Regions from separate parts of the Rattus norvegicus genome. Here all the other regions are linked to region 1. The links are chromatin contacts, called in public Hi-C maps. All regions are on one chromosome and are shown on one strand. The core of a region is the stretch at or near the end of the contact, and the rest is flanking DNA. Distances in the headings are between cores, read along the strand shown. Region 1 holds the start of H3f3cl2 (H3 histone, family 3C like 2). Region 2 has its middle 12 kb from the start of Pax4. Region 3 holds the start of Gcc1 (GRIP and coiled-coil domain containing 1).

Region 1 (4,004 bases), core at 502-3,001:
CCTTAAATATTCTAAGTATTCTAAGCAATCTGCAAAAATAAATTCCATCCAAAACATTTAAGATGATTTTTAAATTCAAAGAGCCCAATTTTCCCTACACATTCAATCAACCTTCTTGACCCAAATTAAACTTTTGACTTTGTTTGTTTGGGGGGAGTGGTAAACATTATCCTACGGTTTAAAACACTTCACGGGAAACTTACTCTACTGATAAGCTATTGTCACCAAGATGAATGGTAGTGTCCCAGCACCTATCTTTGCCTCTTTCTTCCATTTTAAACATTCAGAGCATGGAGTAAACCACTAACAAAGCTGCCTTGAAAAAGAAGGGAAAGGAGCTGACCGATCTTGTGGAAATGATTGACGGTGACACTTGTGGCACTTTCTCTAGGGGATCAAGCAAGGGCGATCTCTAGTTTGTACAGGCTTTTGGCATTATGTGAGTAGTTTTACGCTGGGGAAACCGAGTTACTTAGGAAAGACTTCTCAGACACAACACAGAAGACACAGTAGCTCTGGTAGAGGAGAGCAAAGACACTGGGCAAAAACAAAAAAACAAAAAACAAAAAAACGGACTTACCTGGTTCGCAGCATCCGTGATGGTGGTGGTCGGTTTGACAGTATTTGTCCCTCAAAGGCATTTTTAATTAATGGGTGCGACCTATTTTCCTTTCACTGTGAAAAGCTCTTCATTGCGGCTTGGCTGTGGACAGAAGCACAAACCCATCACTGTCCCTGAACTTCTGGAGAGGTTGTGACTGAAATCGCCACAGACCATCCCACCATGCGCTCTCTGCCCTCTCACCCCGGGCCCGCACCTTCCGCTCGGAAAAGAAACCAACGCTCGCCCGGCCTCCAGCCCCACGTCCCCGCACAGGTTCACCGCCCTACCCGGAAACGCAGCGTCCGGCGCGCAGCGCAGCGCAGCGCACGGCGAAGGCCTGGCGGGCTGCGCAGGCGGCTGCGGCCTCGCCGTGCTGGGCGGGCGGGCAGGCGCGCGGAGAGCCTGGCGCGGGACCCGGGGTGCGACGAGGGCCCCTGCGCGGCCAAGGAGCGGCTCGCGCCCTCCCGCCACGCACGTGCGTCCGGGGTCTCCCTGGAGCAGGTCGGGTCCGCGCCGCCAAGTGCGCCCAACTTACTCAACTCCCGGAGCGGCCGGCCGGCCGGCCGCGACACCAGCCGGGCGCACGACGCGGCGGAGGGCCCCACCTGGCGCAGCCCCGGCGCACCGCGTGAAGCCGAGCGGGCTGCGGCCCGGCGCGCTCCCAAAGAGTCCCCTGCGGCGCCGACGCGGAAGCGCCACAGCTCACCACGTCCTCGGGCCGCGGCGGCGGCGGCGGCGGCTCACGGCAGCCCTCCGCGCTCCAGGCCGGCGAGCTGGCGGCGCGCGGGCGCAGGCAGTTGACAGGAGGAACCGCCGGGCGCAGCAGCCGAAGGAGCTGGAACCGGAGCGAGCAGGACTGAGGCGCCCCTCGCCAGGGCAACGGCCGCGCCGAACCCGGCTCCCCTCAGCGCCGCTCCACCTGCAACGGTCCCCCGGGCTTTGGAGAGGGGCGGGGAGCTGCGCGGGTCCCCCACCTGGGGCCTTTCGGGTAGCAGATGCTTCGGGAAACTTTATGGAAGTCAGTCCCGTTCTCTCTTGGCCGCCCCTTCCCGGGACAGCCCGAGCGACCGCCGTGGAGAGGGTAGGAAGGGGGAAGCAGAGAAGTCTCCGGCTGCGACAGGGAGCGACTGACTGACCCCGGACGGAGATGGGGCGAGGGCAGGAAGTGACAAGCTCACGGAGTGGGTGGGGGGAGTGTGGCCGGCACGCCCGGCAGCGCGGCGCGCATGCGCTGGGCGGGCAGCCCCGGTGGGGAGGCGACGCGCGGGGCCGGCCTCGGGGGGAGACTGCGGGGCTGGCGGCGCTGAGGACGGCGGGGGAAGCTGGCGGGCCTGGCTGGCGCGCGCCCGTGCGCCCTCCCGCCCGCGACTGCGGAGCGCCTGCCGGAGGCTGCGTGCGCCCGGAGGTGTGAGAACCGCGGGCGCCTCCTGTCCCGGGCACGCGCCGCTCGCTCAGGCACCAAACTGTTGCTCGTGCTGCTGCGCTTCGGCGGACCCGAACCAGGGAGGGTTGGGGAGGCGAAGGAGGAAAGTAGCGTGAGCCCGAAGACGACTGGATCGGGGAAAGCTGTCCGGTGCTGACTTTCCAGCGGTTATCTAACTGCACCTCCCGGAACTTGGAAAAAGAGAGTCTTCATCAGGCTCTGGGGGAAAAACGATTGGCGAGCGGTTGCAATGTTCTGGTGGTGCAAACCTGGAAGTAAAGTCGGGTCACATGGCTAGCATGCACTTTCCCTCTTTGGCACGAGCATCCAGCTTGGAAAATCCCTGAAGATCGAAGATGACCATCATCTGTCAAATCTGCAAACCTTGAGCTGCTTCTCATATCCAGTAGCTGCTGCCTCCACCTTCTTCCCAACTCTGAGAAGGAATTCTTGCCCTCTCTAACTTCGTTCAAATAGGTGTCAGCTATTGGTAGGGTATTTTAAGAAAGCCCATTTGACCTTTTTATCTTGAGATTAATGAAAACCACAATTATCTAACTTAAGCTTCCAGTTTTGGAGCTTCTGGGAAAAAAAAAGTTTAGGAAGGTAGGCGCTATGTTTGGTATTTTGGTTTTTGAGATGATCTTGCTCTGTAGCTCAGACTTGCCCGTAACTAGCTGAGTAGCCCAGTTTGACCTTGAAATCAGGATTCTCCTGCCTCTGTGCACTTCCCTTCTCAAAGCTGGGGCTACAGGCTGGCCACCACACTCAGCTCTGTTTGTGAAGAGAAAATCACCCAAATCAATTTTCAGAATTCTAAGAAAGTAAACGGATTTGAGTTGTTACTGCAGGACTGTTAAGTGGAATACTTGCATAGGTCTGGGATAGTTGGAGCAGAATAGAATAAACGAGCTTGTTCTCTGTCCCATTGTTAAGAATCACTACCCACATGAAGCAAATGCAGATTATAGGTCAATATGCTATAAATTGCTACTTCTATGTGGTGGTATTATGCAAGCACTAGAAATCTTATTTGGGAGTTGGGGAGATGGCATTGTCAGAAAAGTCAGATCAAGAAGACCTGAGTTTGAACCCAGAACGTATGTTACAAAAAAGTTGGATGTGGCAGTGCACCTGCAATTTCAGTGCTAGGGAGACCAAGACAGAAGAATCTCCGAGGCTTGCCTGAGCTGGCACAACCAAATGGATGAGGTCCAGAGACCCTGTCTCAAACAGTAAATTGGAGAGAAATTGAAGAATACATACAGCATGGACCTTTAACCTATCCACATACACAACATTATCTTGTGTACTATTAGCTGTATGGAATATGCCTAAACCAAAAATATATTTTTGAAATGTGAGAGATGCTATAATTGGAATTATAGATGCTTTTTTCTGAATGAAGCATATGTGATTTTAATAAAAAAATTAAGTCTCTATAATTTATCTTTCAGTGTCCTGTAAATAAAATTAAAACTCTGTTCTTTACAATGACTGTATTATATGAAATGGTATAAAATAATGAAGCACAAAAAAAAAGATACAAAAATATGAGCCACTCAAAATGGCAGTGAAAAAACTGAAAGGAGAGAAAACTACCAGCATTGGGTGATAGCTGAATGGTAAATTTTTAAGTTAAACATTTTTTCAAAGAATATTTTCCTTAATTTGATACAATAAGTGTATTACATGTATAAAAATAAATATAAAATTTTATAAGCCAGGAAAGTGTTATTTGTGAGAATTTTAGTGTTTGCTCACCAGGTACTAGTTTTAAACTTGTTTTATGGAGGATGGAGATTTGGCCAATAGTTAAGAGCACTTGTTGCTCTTACAGAAGATCTGGGCTTGGTTCCCAGCACCCATATGATGACTCACAGCTACAACTCCATGAGACTCTAAGCCCCTTCTGATTTCCAGAAGCACCAGGTTCAAGTAGTGAGCAAAACACTCATGTGCGTATAAATGTTTTTA
Region 2 (4,004 bases), core at 875-3,374, 230 kb after region 1:
AGTGATTGTCTAATGCTTTGAACTTTAACACCTGGAAGTCATGCCTCTCATGAACAAGGTCAGCTTTTTTTCCCTCTTTCCAAGCTGTATCTTTGTAGTCTCTTCTTGTCTCACTAAGTAAGACTTTTGACATGACTAGGGTTGAAATACTGAGATAGAACCTCAGTGGCCGGTCCTCGGCCTTGGGATTTCTTTCCTGTATGAAGTATCCAAGCAGTAGGGCTGCTTTGCTTCTCAATCTTCTGAACCCTCTCCCTGCTCTGCTGTATATTCCTGTGCAAGCCTTTACCCTATCAGATGAGCCAGGAGAGCCAGTCTCCTTCTCACTACACTCTAATCAGAGCCTTTCTCTTTTACATCTTAAATTTATCACTAGCATGCACGTGTATACGTGTGTGAGCACATATGTGCATGCATAGGGGGGCACATTTTACGTTTTGAAGCAGCTTCAGGTTCTTAGCAGAGTTGAGATGAGGGCCCAGGGATTCTTTTCACATTTGCACCTCCATATACACCTCCTTCTCCATTATCAATATCTCCCACTAGAATGGTATATTTATTACAGCTGATCAGCCTGTAGACATATTGGAGATTTTGAACCACTGAGGAAATTCACCTCTTTAGTTTTCTGAGGTTGGTGGTTGTTTTGTTGTTGTTGTCTTTTTTCATGGATGGGTATTGGATTTTATTAAATGCTTTTCCTATTTCGACTGATATAATGATATGATTTCTTCACTAGCTTGCTGATTGCATTAATGGACTTTTAAATATTTAACCAGTGTTGCCTAGTTGGATCACGTCCCACGTGGCCATGGTGGACAGGCCTCTTATCGCCGATGGATTCAACGTGCTCACATAATGGTGAAGATTTCAATGTATTTGTTCACATGCATGTCTCATTTTCCCTTCCCTCCAATATTTTCTCTCAGCATTAGGGGAGTGCTGACTTCATTCGTACAGGAGAGCCAGGCTTGAGGAAGGGCAGGGCTTATCAAGCAGATGCAACTCTAGGTGATACACACGAAGTCCGCATCCCGTATCTGTTCCTTGGACCGTGCTCACTTCCTGATCCAGCAAATCTCAGTGTTTAGCTCAGACCTGCTGTGTCACCCCCATGGTCATGGATCCTCTAATGGCTACTTCAGCAGATAATTCTAAAGTCCATGCCAGGATGGGAAAGAGCAGTGAATAAAAAAAAAATTCTTGACTTCTACCTTGTATTTTTTCCCTTCAGGATTCTCTCAACAACTTTCTATCAAGCTGAACATAGTGGTGCACAACCTTTAATCCCAGCACTTAGGAGGCAGAGACAGGAGGATCTCTGTGAGCTCAAGGCCTGCATGGTCTATGACATGAGGTCCAGATCACACAGTGAGACCCTCTTTCAAAATAACATTTTAAAAAGGACATTATGGCTGCCTCGTTAAGACTGTGGTGTTACCAGCCAGAATACAGCAAATACAGAGGCGAATGCCAGCAGCAAACTACTGAACTGAGAATAGGACCCCATTGAAGGAATCAGAGAAAGAACTGGAAGAGCTCAAAGGTGCTCGAGACCCCTTATGAACAACAATGCCAAGCAACCAGAGCTTCCAGGGACTAAGCCACTACCTAAAGACTATACATGGACTGACCCTGGACTCTGACCTCATAGGTAGCAACGAATATCCTAGTAAGAGCACCAGTGGAAGGGGAAGCCCTGGGTCCTGCTAAGATTGAACCCCCAGTGAACTAGATTGTTGGGGGGAGGGTGGCAATGGGGGGAGGATGGGGAGGGGAACACCCATAAAGAAGGGGAGGGGGAGGGGTTAGGGGGATGTTTGCCCGGAAACCGGGAAAGGGAATAACACTCGAAATGTAAATAAGAAATACTCAAGTTAATAAAAAAAAAAAAAAAAGACTGTGGTGTTACATAGGCTAACACGTGTAAGAACGTTCTGGGTGCTTGCTATTATTTTTATATATTATTTTCATTATACATCATAGTTTAATATTGTGTATTGGCTGAGTTTAGTAGTTACAATCTCTCTTAGAGATTCCCAGGCCAACCCCCTCCCCCCTCATCCTAACTCTGTAGTCCCGTAATTTCTAGCTCTCTGCTTCTGCAGATGAGCCTTGTGACCTCTGGATTTACTCCCCTATCTTATGAAATCCCTTTGCTGACCTAGAGTTACCTTGCTTAGTGGATAGTTGGGTAACTTTCTGCTTTTGAAATGACAAAAAGTTGCATTTTAAGGCATGCCCACCCCTGTGTGTGTGTGTGTGTGTGTGTGTGTGTGTGTGTGTGTGTGTGTGTGTGTGACAGGTATGTGGTATAAGTGCAAACACAGACATGCCACAACATGAGCGTGGAGGTCAGAGGACAAGTTTGGGTATCAGTCCCAGCCTTCCTCGGGGTCTCGGTTTGCACTGTGCATGTAGGTTAACTGGCCTGAGAGCTTTGCAGCCATTTTCCTGCCTTTGCCTCCCACTGTGCTGCAGGAGTGCTGGGGTTGCAGGTACACCCTGCCCTTCAGGTTTATGTGGGCTCAGAGGATCTACACTCAGACTTTCAAGCTTTCATGGTGAGGGTTAACTGTCTCCCCAGCCCCACACTTGCGTTTATGAAAAGGAGGGAGATGAGGAACAAAATTTATTGATGATCCAACGGTTTTTGTCTGCATGTTCTCTAAAGACTGCGGACTTTTGGCTTAGGTTACAGTGAGAGTGGATGCTGTTAATTCTCTTTAGTCATCCCTGAAAATAAGTTAATAGTCTGCTGTCTGGAGCACTGTAGCATGGATAGCCTTCCACTGCCTAGCCAGACCTAGTGGAGACGAGACAGAAAACTCCCTCCCTCCTGATAAGGATCCTACCTCTGTTCCAGACATCCAGGGCTCCTCATCTTCGCTGTGTCCACAAAGATCCCCAAAACAACACCTGCTAAGCCTGACAGAGGCTCTGCCCTACCTAGAGATCGAGCTATGTAAAGACGGGTAATTATAAATAAAGTCTTATTACTATCTTTGGCTTGGCACCATTAAGCACAATAATCAGATTTGAATGACCCATTGCCATGGGTTTCATTATCAGCCCAGATGGCATCCCTGAACCCTAATCCTCAGCTCGCCTCCTCTTCAGCCGTCCTCACATGTTCTTCATCCTACATCAAATCAGATCTTTGCTCTCCACTCTCCTCAGTGGAAGTCAACGTTTTAAGCTCCGGCTAAATTTGACATCACTCCACATTTCTCTTCTTCACCCCCTGCAAGACACCTAAGACCTAGAGTTGGATGGAAGCTGCTTTCTAATCTCTGGGTTTTGTTTCCTTTCTTCTCCCTAGCATTTAGACTTCTCCTGACCACCCTTTCTTCCTGTTAACAAACCGCTTTCTTTCCACCATCCCAGCCCTTTGCGTTCTTTCTCTTGGTTTTATATGTGTGCTTTAATTTCTCACAATTGAGCGTGTAGTTGGAAATGTTGTGGCTGAACAGTATTTGGAGACAAAGCTGCCTGCCCTCAGCCTTCTGGCTCAGTTAGTTGTCTGGGAGCCCGGCAGCTACAGGCGCTGCATTGGGTCAGCTCCTGGGCGCCCCCTGCAGTCTTCCTACGTTTGTGGTGACTCTGAGAGGGTAGCATCTGCAGCCTCATTCCCTTCCTTTGCACCCCGTCCCCCATCCCCACCCCTGACAGCAACAGTAATGTCAAGAAAGGCAGATGACACCCAAATGGAGGTGACAAAGGAGTTGCATGAGAGACATAACAGCAAACAGAGCTCTGAGACATCTGTTTTCCCCAAAGACTCCATTATCCCTTGCCACCAGTCTGACTTTCTCTAGGGAAGGAGTTGAAGAGACACTATGGACTCTAACAGTTTAGCCTCCTTTGCCTTACAAGCCTTGTTAGAGGAAGCTGAGCCTGAGAATAGATTTATCTCTTGAGAAAACAGGAATGTATCTCATAACAAGCACTGAAAAGATGAATTAAATTATCTAGTTATAATTGCCCCAAGAAGCTAATCTGAC
Region 3 (4,004 bases), core at 901-3,400, 190 kb after region 1:
ATTCCTGGAAACTGAAAACCAACCTGGATCCCTCTCTCCATTGAAAGGGAACACTGCAAAAACAGTTTTAGTTCTAAAACAGGCAAACCTCAACCGAGCGCATACACGAGACGCTTCTCCCAGGAAAACCCCCTTTGCTTCCTTCCTACCTATAAGCACACACTTCTCAGGACACACACAATCTTTCCCTAAATAGCTGTCACTATACTGCCTCAAACAGCCCACACTGGTAAGATGCCAACACCCAGAGGCCTAGATAGAGCTGTTTGGCTTGAACCCAGAAATACTCAGAAACTCCTCATCCTGTTAAAAGGACACCACACAAAACAAGATTTCCTAGGACTCACTAGTGGACTTTCTCACTTGACATCAAATATCAGTGTGCATATCAGGAAGGTGGAACCGACCACAATCCCAGCACTCACCCACTAACAAGCATCAGGCATTCCTTGACTAGAACAAAACCCTGTTCTAAGTAGAGAAGAGGGTGCCTTTAATACTAGCACTTGGTACGGAAAAGCAGGCAGATCTCTATGAGGGCAGACTTGGTTACATGAGAAGACCCTGCCTCATGAAACACACACACACACACACACACACACACACACACGCACAGGAGCGTGCACATATACGACAGTTATCTAATGACCAAAAGAGAAAAATGATACTAATATTTCCTATGGAAGTTAAAATAACTGTTTGAAGGACATAAAAATAATTACCTTCCTCATTTCTTGCTGCAACTGGGCCTGGAAATGGCTTTTAAGACGGGCAGCCTCCTGCTGAAGCTCCTGCAGCCGGGGATCTGGTCGGTTCTTCTCCTCTCGAATGGCTTGCAGCTCACCTTTCAGCTCCTCTACCTCACGGGTCAGCTGCTTGGTCTGCAGTTCAAACCCTTCTAGCTGATCAGCTGCATACGCCCGCCCTGCCAAGGCTTCCCTGGTCTCTTCTAGCCGAAGTTCCAGGTCCTGGCGTTGGGTCCTCTCCTCCTGCAAAAGCTTCTGTAGCTCCCGCAGCATCAAGGCATGGTCACTCTGCTCCTGGGCGCGATCGTGCTGCTGTGTAATAAGTCGGGCTTTGGTTTCTGCTATCTGCTCTTGCAGCCCCTTCAAGTCTCCCTCCAGGCGGCCCCGCTCTTCCTCTGCCTTTTTATTGGCATCTTCTAAGTCCTGCTTCATCTTCTTCTTATCCGCCAGGTAAGACGCTTCCATTCGGGACTTTTCCTGAGTGACTGTAGCCAAGGAGCTAGTCAAAGTGGCCAATTGAGTCTTCAGCTGATGCACTCTTTTGTCTATCTCACTACCCGCAGATGGCCCATCCCCACTGCTACTGCTAACGCCACTCTCTGACCCACTGGCCTCTTCAGACTTTGGAGGAAGTGGTCCACGGGCCACTCTGTCATCTTCAACCCCAAATTCACCCTTGACACTTGTAAGACTGGCTGCGGTATCCAAGCTCGTGGCAGTTCCGGTGCTATCCTCACTGTGAGTGGAGCACCGGTCATCCACAGAATCAGGAAACGTGAGACCCGGAGGCTGCACACCTGAGAGGCCTGCATCTGCCTCGTGGGATACCGACAGTACCTTGATGCTGGCCTCCAGGGCTTCTTTCTCCTTCAGCAGGCTTTTATAGGCGCGAACCACATCCTTGAGCCTTGCCTGGTACTGGAGAAGCTGCTTTTTCTGTGTCTCTATGGTCTCTAAGAGATCCTTCTTGCTTGGGCCGCCCCCGAAATTCATCCCAAACTTCTCCATGAGGGTTCCGGAGTGGGATGCTCCACGTCAGCGTTCTTGCAGCCCTGGACAGAGCCACAACAGCTAGAAGTAAAGCAGAGAGAATCGTCTGGCTGCAGGCAATACACCCGGTCGTCCAGCGGTCCGGGCGGGATGAGGGGCCGCGGTGGCCAGGCAAAAGCACTGTGAGAGCCAGGCCGAAGGTGGGAAACAGTTCCAACCTGGATGCGGAGTGACGCTGGCCTAGCAGGAACACTCAGCCAGGGCTCTCCGGTACAGGCCCTGATCCTGTGCCGCCCTAGCTGCTCGCCTGGCCACCGCAACCTAGACCCGCCTCCCTCCGCCCACGATCAGCCCAGGATTTACACTAAGACCGGTTCCATCACGATTTCCCAACAACTGGGACAACAACGCTTCCGGGTCCACTGGAAGTGACGACAGCAAAACGCCACAGACCCCGCCCCCGGCGGGCATGAGATGGGTGGGGCTTCCGCACCCAGTATTCGCTGGTGGCCTGGAGAGAGAGTAACCTGTAGGTATAGTTACCCAAAGCGAAGTCAAGATCACCTGAGCAGTTGTTTGGAGAAGATGCCTAACTTTGCCCTCAAACTACCACCAGTGAGCGACAGGGGGCGACGTCACACTGCATTTGCCCCCCCCCCAAAAAAAAAAAAACGATGAAAGACGCATCAAACTATTTGGGGCAATTTCCAACATTTAGGGCAACAGTTAGGACTCATACTAGGAAAACGAGCCCAGTACCTAGTTAACATAATAGCTCCCTTGTTTAGTTCTGCTTAGTAAGAGGGACATTATATAGCTATAAGGTCCATCTTGCATACCAGCATATGCTGGGGTGGGGGCTGTCTCACAAGAGTTTTTGCTATTTAGTCTTTGCAAAATTCTGTTCAGAGGGTATCATTAGCACCAATTTACATTTACTGGAACATACAGTAAATGTACAGAGGGGTAACATGCCCAATGTCACTCAGCTAGTAAGTTTAGGAATCCTATCTCAGTCTGCCTCTCACCATACTAAATGCTATGCCTGATGGCACCATTGAAGAAACATGGCCTTGGTCCCGAGAAACTCCTAACAGCAAGGACATGCAAACAAGTAGATGCTGCCCTCACACTAGTATAGTATGTAAGGGTATAGTTGAAGGGTATAAAAGAGGCGAGGCACCTGTCAGAAGGACAGAGACTCTTAGGGGAAATGACTTGAAGTTTGAGGAATGAGTAAAGACTGCCAAACTGCAAATGTGGGAAACCAGCATCAAGAAAAGCGGAAACGTTTACAGGAACCTCTGAGGTATCTATCAGTGAGCCTGACTTGCCCAGGAAGCTTATGGTGTGGGAGGTGGGTGGCTATTGATGAATCTGGAACAAAGGGTAGGACCCAACTTAAAGGCATTTAGATTTCATCTTGGGTGACAAGACATTAAAAGATTTTCATCTCCGGAGGGCACCATCAAGACTCTTTGCTTTTGTCCATTCCATCAAGACTCCTGTGGGGTTTTTAAGATGGTTCAGCAGTAAAGACGATTTTCACCAGGCCCAGTGACCTGACCTAAGTTCTATCACCAGGACCCACACGGTGGAAGGAGAGAACACACCCCTACAAGTTGTTCTCTGAGCTCTACACACCTCCACACACGAACACAACATAAAAGTGGGGAGGGGCTAAAAACAAAGAAGACTCCTGTGATATTATGAAGATACCAAGCCTGTGAGGAGGCTCACTCTGAAAGAGAGAGAGAGAGAGAGAGAGAGAGAGAGAGAGAGAGAACGCGTTTGAAGAAAATATTTCTGTAATAAAAATCTGCTCAGGAGGCCAAGCCGGCCGCATCTCTGTGAGTTCGTGACCAGGTTGGTCTACATAGCAAGTTCCAGACCACCCAAGGCTACATAGTGTTTCAAAACAATAGACAATATGCTACTTTGAGGATCTTTTACATGTTCGTGTGGACCCTATCAAAGCCGTCTTACGAGTGCAAGTCTATGACTTAAGAGTAAAGCAAAGTCATGCGGAGACTAGCGACCCCGAACAAGCCCTCCGCCCCAGGCAGGCTGCCAGGCCTCGCTCGACTTCAGTTCTTCCGCAAACGCGCCTAGGGGCGGGGCTGGGGCGGACCCGGAGGGGCGGGGCCACGTGACGTCGGGCGGACCCGGACGCGCGGAGGTGGCGGCGGCGGCGGCGCCTCCTCCTTCTGCTGTTGCGCCCCATCCCCCCGCGGCCGGCCGGTTCCAGCCCTCGCCCCGCGTCCCCTG

The links. A called contact is a pair of places that touch in the nucleus more often than the background predicts.
Region 2: a contact with region 1 is called in a Hi-C map of hepatocytes, with 2.1 times the contacts expected there. The contact joins the enhancer-like site here to the promoter of H3f3cl2 in region 1. A contact is called at or near these places in 3 of 12 Hi-C or Micro-C datasets (Schwann cells, hepatocytes and liver).
Region 3: a Hi-C map of kidney shows a contact between it and region 1, with 2.7 times the contacts expected there. The contact joins the promoter of Gcc1 here to the promoter of H3f3cl2 in region 1. A contact is called at or near these places in 4 of 12 Hi-C or Micro-C datasets (Schwann cells, frontal cortex, kidney and 1 more).

What each region holds. Positions count from the first base shown.
Region 1 is chr4:57,813,507-57,817,510 of GRCr8, forward strand. It overlaps H3f3cl2 (H3 histone, family 3C like 2), which reads left to right and starts at 1,752. Exons shown (of 2, transcript XM_039109050.1): 1 at 1,752-2,009. The coding sequence starts at 1,752. It overlaps Zfp800 (zinc finger protein 800), which reads right to left and starts at 703. Exons shown (of 5, transcript NM_001109225.1): 1 at 581-703. The coding sequence starts at 641.
Region 2 is chr4:58,038,712-58,042,715 of GRCr8, forward strand. No RefSeq gene overlaps it. Among named protein-coding and RNA genes, the nearest start is that of Pax4, 12 kb to the left of the region's middle. Within about 2 kb of position 2,125, at least 1 of the 93 cell types and tissues checked has an H3K27ac peak or open chromatin away from gene starts, as enhancers often do. A contact at or near this core is called in hepatocytes, where this site is marked.
Region 3 is chr4:58,000,035-58,004,038 of GRCr8, forward strand. Gcc1 (GRIP and coiled-coil domain containing 1) reads right to left here and starts at 2,151. Exons shown (of 2, transcript NM_001427123.1): 1 at 723-2,151. The coding sequence starts at 1,754. It overlaps Arf5 (ADP-ribosylation factor 5), which reads left to right and starts at 3,937. Exons shown (of 6, transcript NM_024149.2): 1 at 3,937-4,004.